2 separate regions of the Oryctolagus cuniculus genome follow, and region 1 is linked to region 2. The links are chromatin contacts, called in public Hi-C maps. All regions are on one chromosome and are shown on one strand. The core of a region is the stretch at or near the end of the contact, and the rest is flanking DNA. Distances in the headings are between cores, read along the strand shown.

Region 1 (5,197 bases), core at 1,827-4,326, 190 kb after region 2:
ACAGGGAGAGATGGCAAAAAAAAAAAAAAAAAAAAAAAAAAAAAAGTGCCATTTATTTCCAACTAGAAGATATTCCTCTGGGGCTCAGCATCTGGTGCACTGGCTGAGCTGCTGCCTGGGGTGCCCAGGTCCTGTATCAGAATGCATCTTGGTCGCACTCTGACCCCAGCTTTCTGCTCGTGCACTCCCTGGGAGGCAGCAGGATGGTTCAGGTACTTGGGTCCCTGCCACCCACGTGGGAGACCTGGGTTTCTCTCAGCTCCTTGTTTTGAGCATCTGGGTAGTGAGCCTGTGGAAGGGAGATCAGGAAAATATATAATTTTATTTTCTTCATAATCAACATTTTACAAAATCAGATCCCAAGTTAAACCTAGTTCTTAATATTACTCAAAGTACTCTTTTTATAAAATATTTTTTTCTTTATATGAAAGGTAGAGTGACAGAAAGGCAGAGAGAGAGATAGATAAATAGAGATCTTCCATCTCCCCAAGTAGCCATAATGGCTGGGACTGGGTCAGGCTGAAACCAGCTGTCTAGAACTCCAACTGGGTCTCCCATCTGGGTGGCAGGGGCCCAACTGCTGCTTTCCTAGGTGCATAATCAGGGAGCTGGATTGGAAGTGGAGCAGCCAGGACTCCATCCAGTTCTCTGATATGGGATGCCAGTGTCATAAGCAGTGGCTTAATGTGCTACACTACAGGGCTGGCCCATCAAAGTCACCTTTGAATTAATATTTATTTAGCCTAAAGTGTCCTTGTAATTTTCATAACTGAAATTAAAGAAGTAGCACACATCAATTACGGATTTTAGATCTGTGCCTCTGGTAGAGAAGTGGGGCTAGGAGTGTGGGCTGTAAGCCCCAGCCTGAATCCGAACTTGACCTTGGACAGTTATTCAGCATGTGCGTGCCTTGGTCTGCAGCTCCGGAAGTGAGGACGGGAATACCTGCTGTGCATACGAGGTCGCTGGGAGGAGCAAGAGGGAGAAGTTTCTCGCTAGCAGAGCTCACAGCTGACTTCTGTGTTTCACGAGGCTGGCTCCGGCCAGCAGAAGCTGATGAGGGACCCTGAACTTGCAGTGACTGTGGGGTGCTGGACTCAAAGACTGTTTCCTGAATGGTGAGCCAACTGTGTTCAGACCTGCAGACTCATTCTGTCCTTCCCAGAGTTCTGGATTTCAATCCTCACTTAGCAATAACCAGACACCTCCCCTGGCTGGCACTTAGAAAACTTGACTTTCTGGCTCAATGAGCTACTGCTTAACCAGGGGCTCTTGTCACCATCCTGCCTTCCTGGGCCTGGAAAATCAATAGACTCACTCAGCTTTTACTTTATGTCTGTCCCTCTAGTCTGTTGTCAACCACCCCTCCCTCCATCCACCCATCGTCAGCTCTGATGGTCTCTGATTTGTTACAAGGCCTAGCTAGACACACGAACTCATGTAAACTCCGAGAGCCATCTTAGCACACATCTTTGGCACCGGCATGGAAGAGCTAGTATGATGTATTCATGCACTGGTATTTTGTGTATATTAGAACAGCAAGTTAATTACATCCCCCTGAGAGTGTACATGAATGCTGATACAGACCTCAGTGTGGAATGTTTGCATCCCATGTTTGTGAGTTGTGCCACGATGTTCAGGGACACCCCATTTGGCAGCTGGGAAGATTCTGAGCTCTCCAGGGAGAAATATTGGCATATTCAGGAGCTGAGACATTCAAGTTTGAAAGACTTTAAGAAAAAGTTTGTGGAAAAATGGAATTAAAGGGGTCGGTGCTGTGACACAGTGGGTTAAGCTGCCACCTGCAGTGCCAGTATCCCATATGAGTGCTGATTCCAGTCCCAGCTGCTCCAGTTCTGATCCAGCTCCCTGCTAAGGAGCCTGGAAGAGCAGTGGAAGATGGTCCAAGTGCTTGGGCCCCTGCCACCCATGTGGGAAACCTGGATGAAGCTCCTGGCTCCCGGCTTCTGCCTGGCCCAGCCCTTACTGTTGGGGCCATTTGGAGCAGAGAACCAGTAGATGGAAGATCTCTCACCACACCCCCTGTAACTCTGACTTTCAAATAAATAAATTTTTTAAAATCTTAAACAAAAGAATTTAAAAAAGAAAAATAGAATTAAGAAAAGCTTATTTTGGCACAAAGAGTTTCGAAACCCATGCATGGATTTGTTTTCAAAATATATACTTTCTGGCCAGCGCCGTGGCTCACTAGGCTAATCCTCCACCTTGTGGTGCTGGCACACCGGGTTCTGGTCCTGGTCGGGGCGCTGGATTCTGTCCCGGTTGCCCCTCTTCTAGGTCAGCTCTCTGCTGTGGCCTGGGAGTGCAGTGGAGGATGGCCCAGGTCCTTGGGCCCTGCACCCCATGGGAGACCAGGAGAGGTACCTGGCTCCTGCCATCGGATCAGCGCGGTGCGCTGGCCGCAGTACACCGGCCGCGGCGGCCATTGGAGGGTGAACCAACGGCAAAGGAAGACTTTTCTCTCTGTCTCTCTCTCTCACTGTTCACTCTGCCTGTCAAAAAAAAAAAATATATATATATATATATATATACTTTCTGTGCACTATTGGAAGATTCTGCAAAGTCTTCATTGCAAGATCAATTTATGCTTAGATTTCATTTTCCACTAACCACTGTGAAGGTTTGTGGTTCTAACTTCGGGAATTTTGAAAATTCCAATTCTGAGCTCTTTACCATAACAGAGGAAGAGGTGGCTTTTTGGCAGACGGGCGTTTGCAGGGTGTGTTTCAGAAGCCAAGGTGTGTGGGTTCAGGAGCGCTCAGCCTTGGCCTTGCTCTGTGAGCCCCTGGCCCAGCACACCTGTGAGGGCTTCTGTGGCCCAGGAAATGCCTCTGTCTCTCCGAGAGAGGTGCTGAGGACGCTTCTCAGTAAGTGACATGTCACAGGCTGCGTTCTTTCCCAGCCTGCTTTTCTGCATGGCCTGAAGCTCTGGGTCCCACCCAGCTGGCCAGTCCTAGCCACAGTGGCTGGCTTCCACCCTCGCTTCCTGCCCGCTTGAGCAATCAGGCACATGTTTGACGGGTGGAGAGAAATCTGGGGCACTTCGGAGGCGGCCTCCAAGTTTCCTAGAAATGTAGACACAGACACAGAGGGGTCACGGGGTCAGGAACTCCAGAGCCCCTGCCCAGGGCTCAGGACACCAGCTTTAGAGAGCGCGGGGGGCGGGGGGGGGGGTGAGGGGGACGACTGTTGGGGGCCACGTGACAAAGAGGGCAGCAGGGTCACTCGGAGGGAGCCACGACCCAAGCCAGCACAGCTGGGGCTCAGCTGGGCTTCCTGTGAGACTTCTTCCTCCTCTCTTGTCCTTTGGGTTGAAAATGATTAATCATCCATTTAGCGTCCCCACTTCCTGCTGGTTGCCCAGCTGAGGGAACGGGGATTCTAGGAATGACACAAACCGCATTCCCCACCCCGCCCCCTTGCTCTTCTCCCTAAAGGTTAAAGGTGAATCTGGACAGGCAGAGCTGCAGGGGGCAGTGAGGGCAATGGGGGTGGGAGCAGGGGCGCTGCTGCTGGGGGCTCATCACCACCCCTCCGCCCACTAATCGCCCCATGCAGGGTGCCACGGAGTGGCCAGTCCCCCTTTCCACGGAGTCCACAGGGCAGGAAAATTCCACCTTTGAGGAGGAAAATTACATCACGGGAAAGACCCAAACTGCACCAAACACACTTCCCAAAACAGAAGTTTCAGAGCAAACAGATCAAGGATTAAAGTAAGCTTGCGATCCATCTCTCTCTCTCTCCCTCCCTCCCTCCCTCCCTCCCTCTCTCCCTCTCTTTCTCTTCTTCTCTCTACCTACCTACAGGACACATCTAAAAGTTCATGGAGGGGCTGGTGTGGCACAGGGAGTTAAACCACTGCTTACAGTGTTGGCAGCCCATATCAGAGTGCTGGTTTGAGTCCTGGCTGCTCCGCTGCTCATCCAACTTCTTGCTAAGGTACCTGAGAAGGCTGTGGATGATGGCCCAAGTAATTGGGGTCCTGCAGGCTTGTGTGAGACCCGGATGGAGTTCCTGGCTCCTGGTGCAGGCCTGGCTGTTGTAGCCATCTGGGGAGTGACCGCAGCAGAAAGGAAATCCCTTCTTCTGTTTCTTTCCCTCCCTCTGTCATCCTGCCTTTCAAATAAATAAATATTTAAAAATTGTTAATGGAATTAAAATATATTTATTTTGGCACAAGAAAATGCAGCTTTTAAAAATATATATTTTCAGGGCCGTGGTTCACTTGGTTAACCCTCTGCTGTGGCACCAGCATCTCATATGGGTGCTGAGTTCTAGTCCTGGTTGCTCCTCTTCCAGTCCAGCTGTCTGCTATGGCCCGGGAGTGCAGTGGAGGATGGCCCAAGTGCTTGGGCCCCTGCACTCGCATGGGAGACCAGGGGAAAGCACCTGGCTCCTGGCTTCGCATCCGTGCAGCGCTGGTCGTGGTGGCCATTTGGGGAATGAACCAATGGAAAGAAGACCTTTCTCTCTGTCTCTATCTCTCCTTGTCTATAACTCTACCTGTCAAAGAAAAAAAAAATAAAAAATATATATTTTTTCAGTAATGTTTTGAAGATTGTATTCATGAATTTCAAACTATTTTATAACAAACTGAACTTTAATTCCATTTTTCAAGAACTTTAAAAAAAAATTATTTGCCAAAGAAGGTAAGAGAATGCATTAGCAGTTAAAAATAAGAATAAGAATCCTTAAAAGGAACCAAGTGGGGCCGGCGCCATGGCTCACTAGGCTAATCCTCCGCCTTGTGGCACCAGTACACCGGGTTCTAGTCCTGTTCGAGGCGCCAGATTCTGTCCCGGTTGCCCCTCTTCCAGGCCAGCTCTCTGCTGTGGCCCGGGAGTACAGTGGAGGATGGCCCAAGTGCTTGGGCCCTGCACCCGCATGGGAGACCAGGAGAAGCACCTGGCTCCTGCCATCGGATCAGCGCAGTGCGCCGGCTGCGGCGGCCATTGGAGGGTGAACCAACAGCAAAGGAAGACCTTTCTCTCTGTCTCTCTCTCTCACTGTCCACTCTGCCTGTCAAAAAAAAAAAAAAAAAAAAAAAAAAAAAAAAAAAGGAACCAAGTGGAGGTGTTAATTGTGAAAATAAGATAATTGAAATAAAGGTCACAGTGTATAAGAGAAACAGGGTCAATATAACTGGAGACTATTTCAGTAAGTTGGAACATAAGCT
Region 2 (5,400 bases), core at 1,388-3,887:
GGGAAGAAGGAACGAAGTAAAATGCAAATTGGTTCCAAGGAGAGAAATTGTAGGACGTGCCCTGAGATGGCTACAGGCATTGTGGTGCAGTGGTTTGGGCTACTGCCTGCAATGCCAGCTTGTGATAAAGGTCTGGTTTGAGTCCCAGCTGCTCCACTTTCCATCCAGCTCCCTGCTAATGCATCTAGGAAAGCAGCAGAGGATGGTCCAAATGCTTGGGCCCCTAAATCCATGTGGGAGACCCAGATGGAGTTCCAGGTTCCTAGCTCCAGCAGGGCCCAGCCCCGGCCATTGCACCCATTTGGGGCATGAACCAGTGGATGGCAGATCCTTTCTGTCTCTCCCTGTGTCTGTAACTCTGCCTTTCAAATAAAATTTTTTAAAATTGTCAAAGGGGAAATGATTCCTTTAAACATACTGATCACTTATATAAACTATGCTGAACAAAACACAACCAGGAGAAACTAGCGCTGGAGGCAAATCCTTATTCTCAGCTTCTCAGCTTCTTACATGTGGAGGCTCACTTAAAGATGGCATTTAAATGGCACTGTGGGGCAAATGGACAAGGCTCCCGGATTTCAGCTGTCCCAGGTCGGCAGGGCCACCCTGGGTCCTGAGATCTACTATGTCAGCATATTAAATTTCAAGCTTGGATTCACACTGGAATTACCTGGGAAGTTAAAACGTTATTTCTATTTATTTATTTATTTATTGACAGGCAGAGTGGACAGTGAGAGAGAGAGACAGAGAGAAAGGTCTTCCTTTTGCCGTTGGTTCACCCTCCAATGGCCGCTGCGGCCGGCGTGCTGATCCGAAGGCAGGAGCCAGGTGCTTCTCCTGGTCTCCCATGGGGTGCAGGGCCCAAGCACTTGGGCCATCCTCCACTGCACTCCTGGGCCATAGCAGAGAACTGGCCTGGAAGAGGGGCAACCGGGACAGAATCCGGCCCCCTGACTGGGGCTAGAACCTAGCGTGCCGGCGCCGCAAAGCGGAAGATTAGCCTATTGAGCCGCGGCGCCGGCCTAAAACATTATTTCAAATCCTCCTTCCCTCACCAACATGTTATTTCACTGACCTGGAATGCAGACATGATTTGGTATCATGACATTTTTTTAAGGTTTATTTTATTTATTTATTTAAAAGAGAGAGAGAGAGAGAGAGGCGTTTTCTATTCACTGGTTCACTCCCCAAATGGCCACAAATAGCCACAGCTGAGCCAATCCAAAGCCAGGAGCCAGAAGTTTCCTGTGGGTCTCTTATATAGGTGTGGGGACCCAAGGACTTGGGCCATCCTCCACTGCTTTCCCAGATGCATTAGCAGGGAGCTGGATCAGAAGTGGAGCAGCTGAGACTCGAACCGGTTCCCATAAGGGATACCAGTGCTGCGGGCCAGGGCTTTAACTCGATGTGCCACTGCGCCACAGCACCAGCTCCTATCATGGCTTCTAAAAATTCCCACGTGGCTCTATGGCATAAGCTGGGTTCAGAATCACTCCCATTAGAGGACAGTAAAGGGAACTTTAAAAGCCCATTGGAGGTAAGTGTTTGGCTTAGGGGTAAGGTACCTGGATCCCATATCAGAGCATGTGGGTTTGATCCCAGCAGCAGGTCCTGGCTCTAGCTTCCTGCTAACACAGACCCTAGATGGAATGGTGATGGCTCAGGTACTTGGGTTTCTCCCCTCACATGGGGAACCCAGAGTGAGTTCCTGGATCCTGGCTTTGACCTGGCCCAGTTTTGGCCACTGCAGGTATTTATAACAGATGGGAAACCTCTCTTTCTTACTATCAAATAAATAAATATATATCTTTTAAAATCCATCAAATTCATATACTTTGAGCTCTGACCACAAGTATGAGGGTTTTGGTGTGCTTTTTTTTTTTTTAATTCAGGGAAGTATAAAGAGGAAGAAAAATTATGAATCCAAAATATAAAAGTGAAACCCTTTATCTGCCCCCAAAGGAACTACTGTTATGTTCTGGATTGCTTTTTAACGTTTACCTCTCATGTGAGAAACAATTTGGGTTCACACTGTAGACAGTACAATAGATCTCATTCTGCACTTTTCCTTCTAACGTTCATCGGCTCATGAACCTACTCTCCGCGTATACGGGGTAGTTCACCTGCTTGAACTGTATTTTATTGAACCATTCCCGTGTTGATGATCCCATTAGCTGTTGTCACTCTTCCCTTGCACCTTTACCTAAGAATTATATGCATCATGAGGAACTTTTCCAAGTAGTTTTTTGGGGTAAACTCCTAGGAGTGTGACGGCTGGGTGCACTTAATATTTGGATAAATGTAGTGAGGTCAACGCCTAAAGAATAAATGATGACACTCAATTTGTCAAACACAGGGCTCAGTCAGCCAGTTCCCAGGCGCGGCCGGAACGCCGGGACATCCGGCCCCTGCCAGCCCGGGTCCTTGGAGGCCACAGGGGCCGTCGCCGGGGGCGGGCCTCCAAGGTCACGTGGACGATTCCGCCCCGCCCCGCGATGGCTCGCGCAGCCGCATCTCGCAGAGGCAGCGGAGGGCGGGTCTTGAGGGGGGCGGAGCAAGGGCTCCAAAACTGCCAATTCTGTTCTCGCCGCGCGCGATTGGGCGGCCGGGAGCGGGGCGGGGCTCGCGGGGCCAGCTGCTTCCGGCCGGGCCCGCGGCCCCGAGCGCAGGCTTCCGGCGGCGGGGGTTGTGGTTGGGTGGCTGTGGCCGGCTGGCTGCTTCTGGAGGTTGCTTGGAGCAGTTCGGCCCTCCAGGGCCTGCGTTCTGCGTTGCTGAACCGTTAAACCTCGGTGCATAGTTGTGCCCAGGCACGGGAGGCTCACCCTGAGGGCGGCAGCGCAGCGCCTTTAACAAGCTTTGCCGGCCTAGATGGCGCGCTGAATATGAGGGCTGTTGGCGGGTTTCTGCGGCCCCGCTGGAATATTGGGCGGGGGAATCCGCTGCACCTGCACGGCCCAGTTCAGGCTCTGTGCAGCGCTCTGCTAGTCTGTGAAATAGAACGCGTGGTCACGCTGGGCAAACTTGCCAGGACTGGAAGGACCGTGGCGCTGACGGCGACCCTGGTTTGAGCGAGTCCCACGCAGTTTCCCTCTGCCTCGCGGTGTGCCAGGCCCTCGTTACAGACCACAGCCCAGAAATTAAGCCACGTGCCCCAAATCACCCCACGCCGGGATTCGAGCCCAGGTGGAGCTCACCTATGGTCACAGGTCTTTAATATCAGACGGTGGTGGCAGTTTTCAGAACAGCTACATGATTTTATTAAGATATTAGGCAAGTATCCAATTTTCAAACATTTGTGGACACAACTCGGGCACATTAGCGTTCCTACATTTAAAAAAAAAGTTCAGGATCGTCCTATTTGGTGATAGGTATATACGTATCGGTGTTAGAACTCACAGTATATCACTATAAATTTTTGCTAAAAAGTTGTGCCTTCAGGATGGTTTACTGGGAGGCCACGTGTTTTTTATGTATGTATATAATACATATTATATTTATATAATTATATAAATATATAATTATATAATTCAAATAATTATATATTTATATATGAGTGTATGTATATATATATATAAATCCATGGTGCTGCCTAAATGGAGCACCTTTCCTTCTGGTGGTTTTCTGAGGATTAATGAGCTAACATAGGAAATGTGTCCAAGTAATAACCCCTCTGACAGTTTTTATCTATTGTCACTGTGTCTTCCAGTGGAATACAAGGACTGCTCTTGACCTAAACGCGAGTGTCACCCTGCAGATAAGCATTCTGAGCATGTGTGGGCCAAGTCCCCAGACTCCGTAGAAGCGCCTGAGTCACTGCTCAGGAGAGCGACAAGTAAGTACCTTTAATTTCATATCTGTGTTGTGTCCAGTGTCCTTTGAAAACTCAGCTGAGTTAAAATATTTTTTTTGAAAGTTCAACCTGTGCTGAATAAGTATCTAGTAGTACTGAGGGTCTATTCTGCTAATTTATAATTTTCTATGGAATGAGCACCTTTAGAAACCTAATTTTAAGGACAGATGAGACGTTTTTCTTCAAGACAGTTTTTCGAGGGTAAGTATTTTCATTATTCCACTTTTCTCTTGTTAAGATTCTGCTGGTTTTGATCTGTTGTACATAGTTCATGATGTGATCGTAGTTCATGATGTATTCTTGCAGAGTGCTGTTGTAAAGTGTTCTCCCCACAAAAGCAGTAACTGAGGTATGCATAGCTTATTCAGCTACATTTGGTCATGCCACAGTGTGTATATACGTCAGTGCATAGGGTTGTTCACAGAAAATACATACAATTTAATCTGTCAGTGTAACACATTTTCAGCGAAGATTGTGCAATCTTAAAGTAGACTCAATATGCAGGCAATGGGAGCATCTGGATAGCTCATCAGAGTAGCAGTCGTTAACATGCTCCACGTGGCCTTGTCAGAATGAGCCATGACGTCCGTAGTATTTAATTAAGAATAGCATGCGCGTGAGTATTGAATAGTCACCAGCTGGCATAAATAGTGCCATATATCATGTGGGGGGGGGACTCTTCCTCCAAGGATGAGGTAATACTTTCTTAAGCAGAATGCAAGGCTGTCGTCTGATTCTCTGAACTCTATCAGTTAGCCCCAGCCTTCCTGACCACTTCTTATCAGCCCTTTCAAAGGCTCCTGCAGTGTTCAGGGTTCCTACAGTTTTTCTTGATTGGAGGCTGAACCTGGAGGAAGAACAGCATTTGGTTTTCATGTGGGAGTTGGGAGACCTTAATCAACGTTCAGTGTTAGTCTGCGTCTCCTGTATCTTGTTACTTGCTTCATGTTTGTATTTATAGTTTTTGCCTGGAGGGAAAGATAGAACTGTTCATTCTCTTCCTTCTCTGGTCCCATTTTGAAATAAGCCATACCCACTTCTCAAGTTCATTCATTCATGATTCGTGGGCAGGCACATTCCTTGAGGATACAAAGTGCAATTTTACTCCTGGGTTTTGGATCATTTGCTACATAATATATAATATAGGAAGATACAACTTAGATATTGAAAAGAATAATTTTAGATATAAGAACTAACAAAATATTTTGAAACATTTAAGAAATTTTGCCTTACTTTTCTTCATGCATATACCCTGTAGACATGTATTCTTGAGTAATATATTGTTTGGTTTGCCTGCTTTACACTTGAAAAAAAATGGAAGCATCCTTTGAATTCTTTTTAAATTTTTTTTCACTTCAAGTAACATTTTGGTGAGTTTATTGTTATTATTATAATTTTTCCTCTCCTCTCCCCTCTCCCCTTTCTTTTGTTTTGGTGGAAGAAGAAAGACATCTGCCTTCTGCTTGTTCACTCCCAAATGCCCGCAACTGCTGAGGCTTGGCTAGGCCGAGTACCCAATCCAGGTCTCGCATGTGTATGACAGAGGCTCC

The links. Hi-C and Micro-C count contacts between places; a contact is called where the count stands out from the background.
Region 1: a Hi-C map of an unstated tissue shows a contact between it and region 2, with 4 times the contacts expected there. The contact joins the enhancer-like site here to the promoter of RFESD in region 2. A contact is called at or near these places in 3 of 6 Hi-C or Micro-C datasets (ear pinna, skin fibroblasts and an unstated tissue).

Annotation. Positions count from the first base shown.
Region 1 is chr14:18,432,170-18,437,366 of mOryCun1.1, forward strand. No RefSeq gene overlaps it. Among named protein-coding and RNA genes, the nearest start is that of GLRX, 27 kb to the left of the region's middle. Within about 2 kb of position 3,077, at least 1 of the 8 cell types and tissues checked has an H3K27ac peak or open chromatin away from gene starts, as enhancers often do.
Region 2 is chr14:18,239,950-18,245,349 of mOryCun1.1, forward strand. RFESD (Rieske Fe-S domain containing) reads left to right here and starts at 2,638. Exons shown (of 5, transcript XM_017344610.3): 1 at 2,638-3,270; 2 at 3,707-3,832.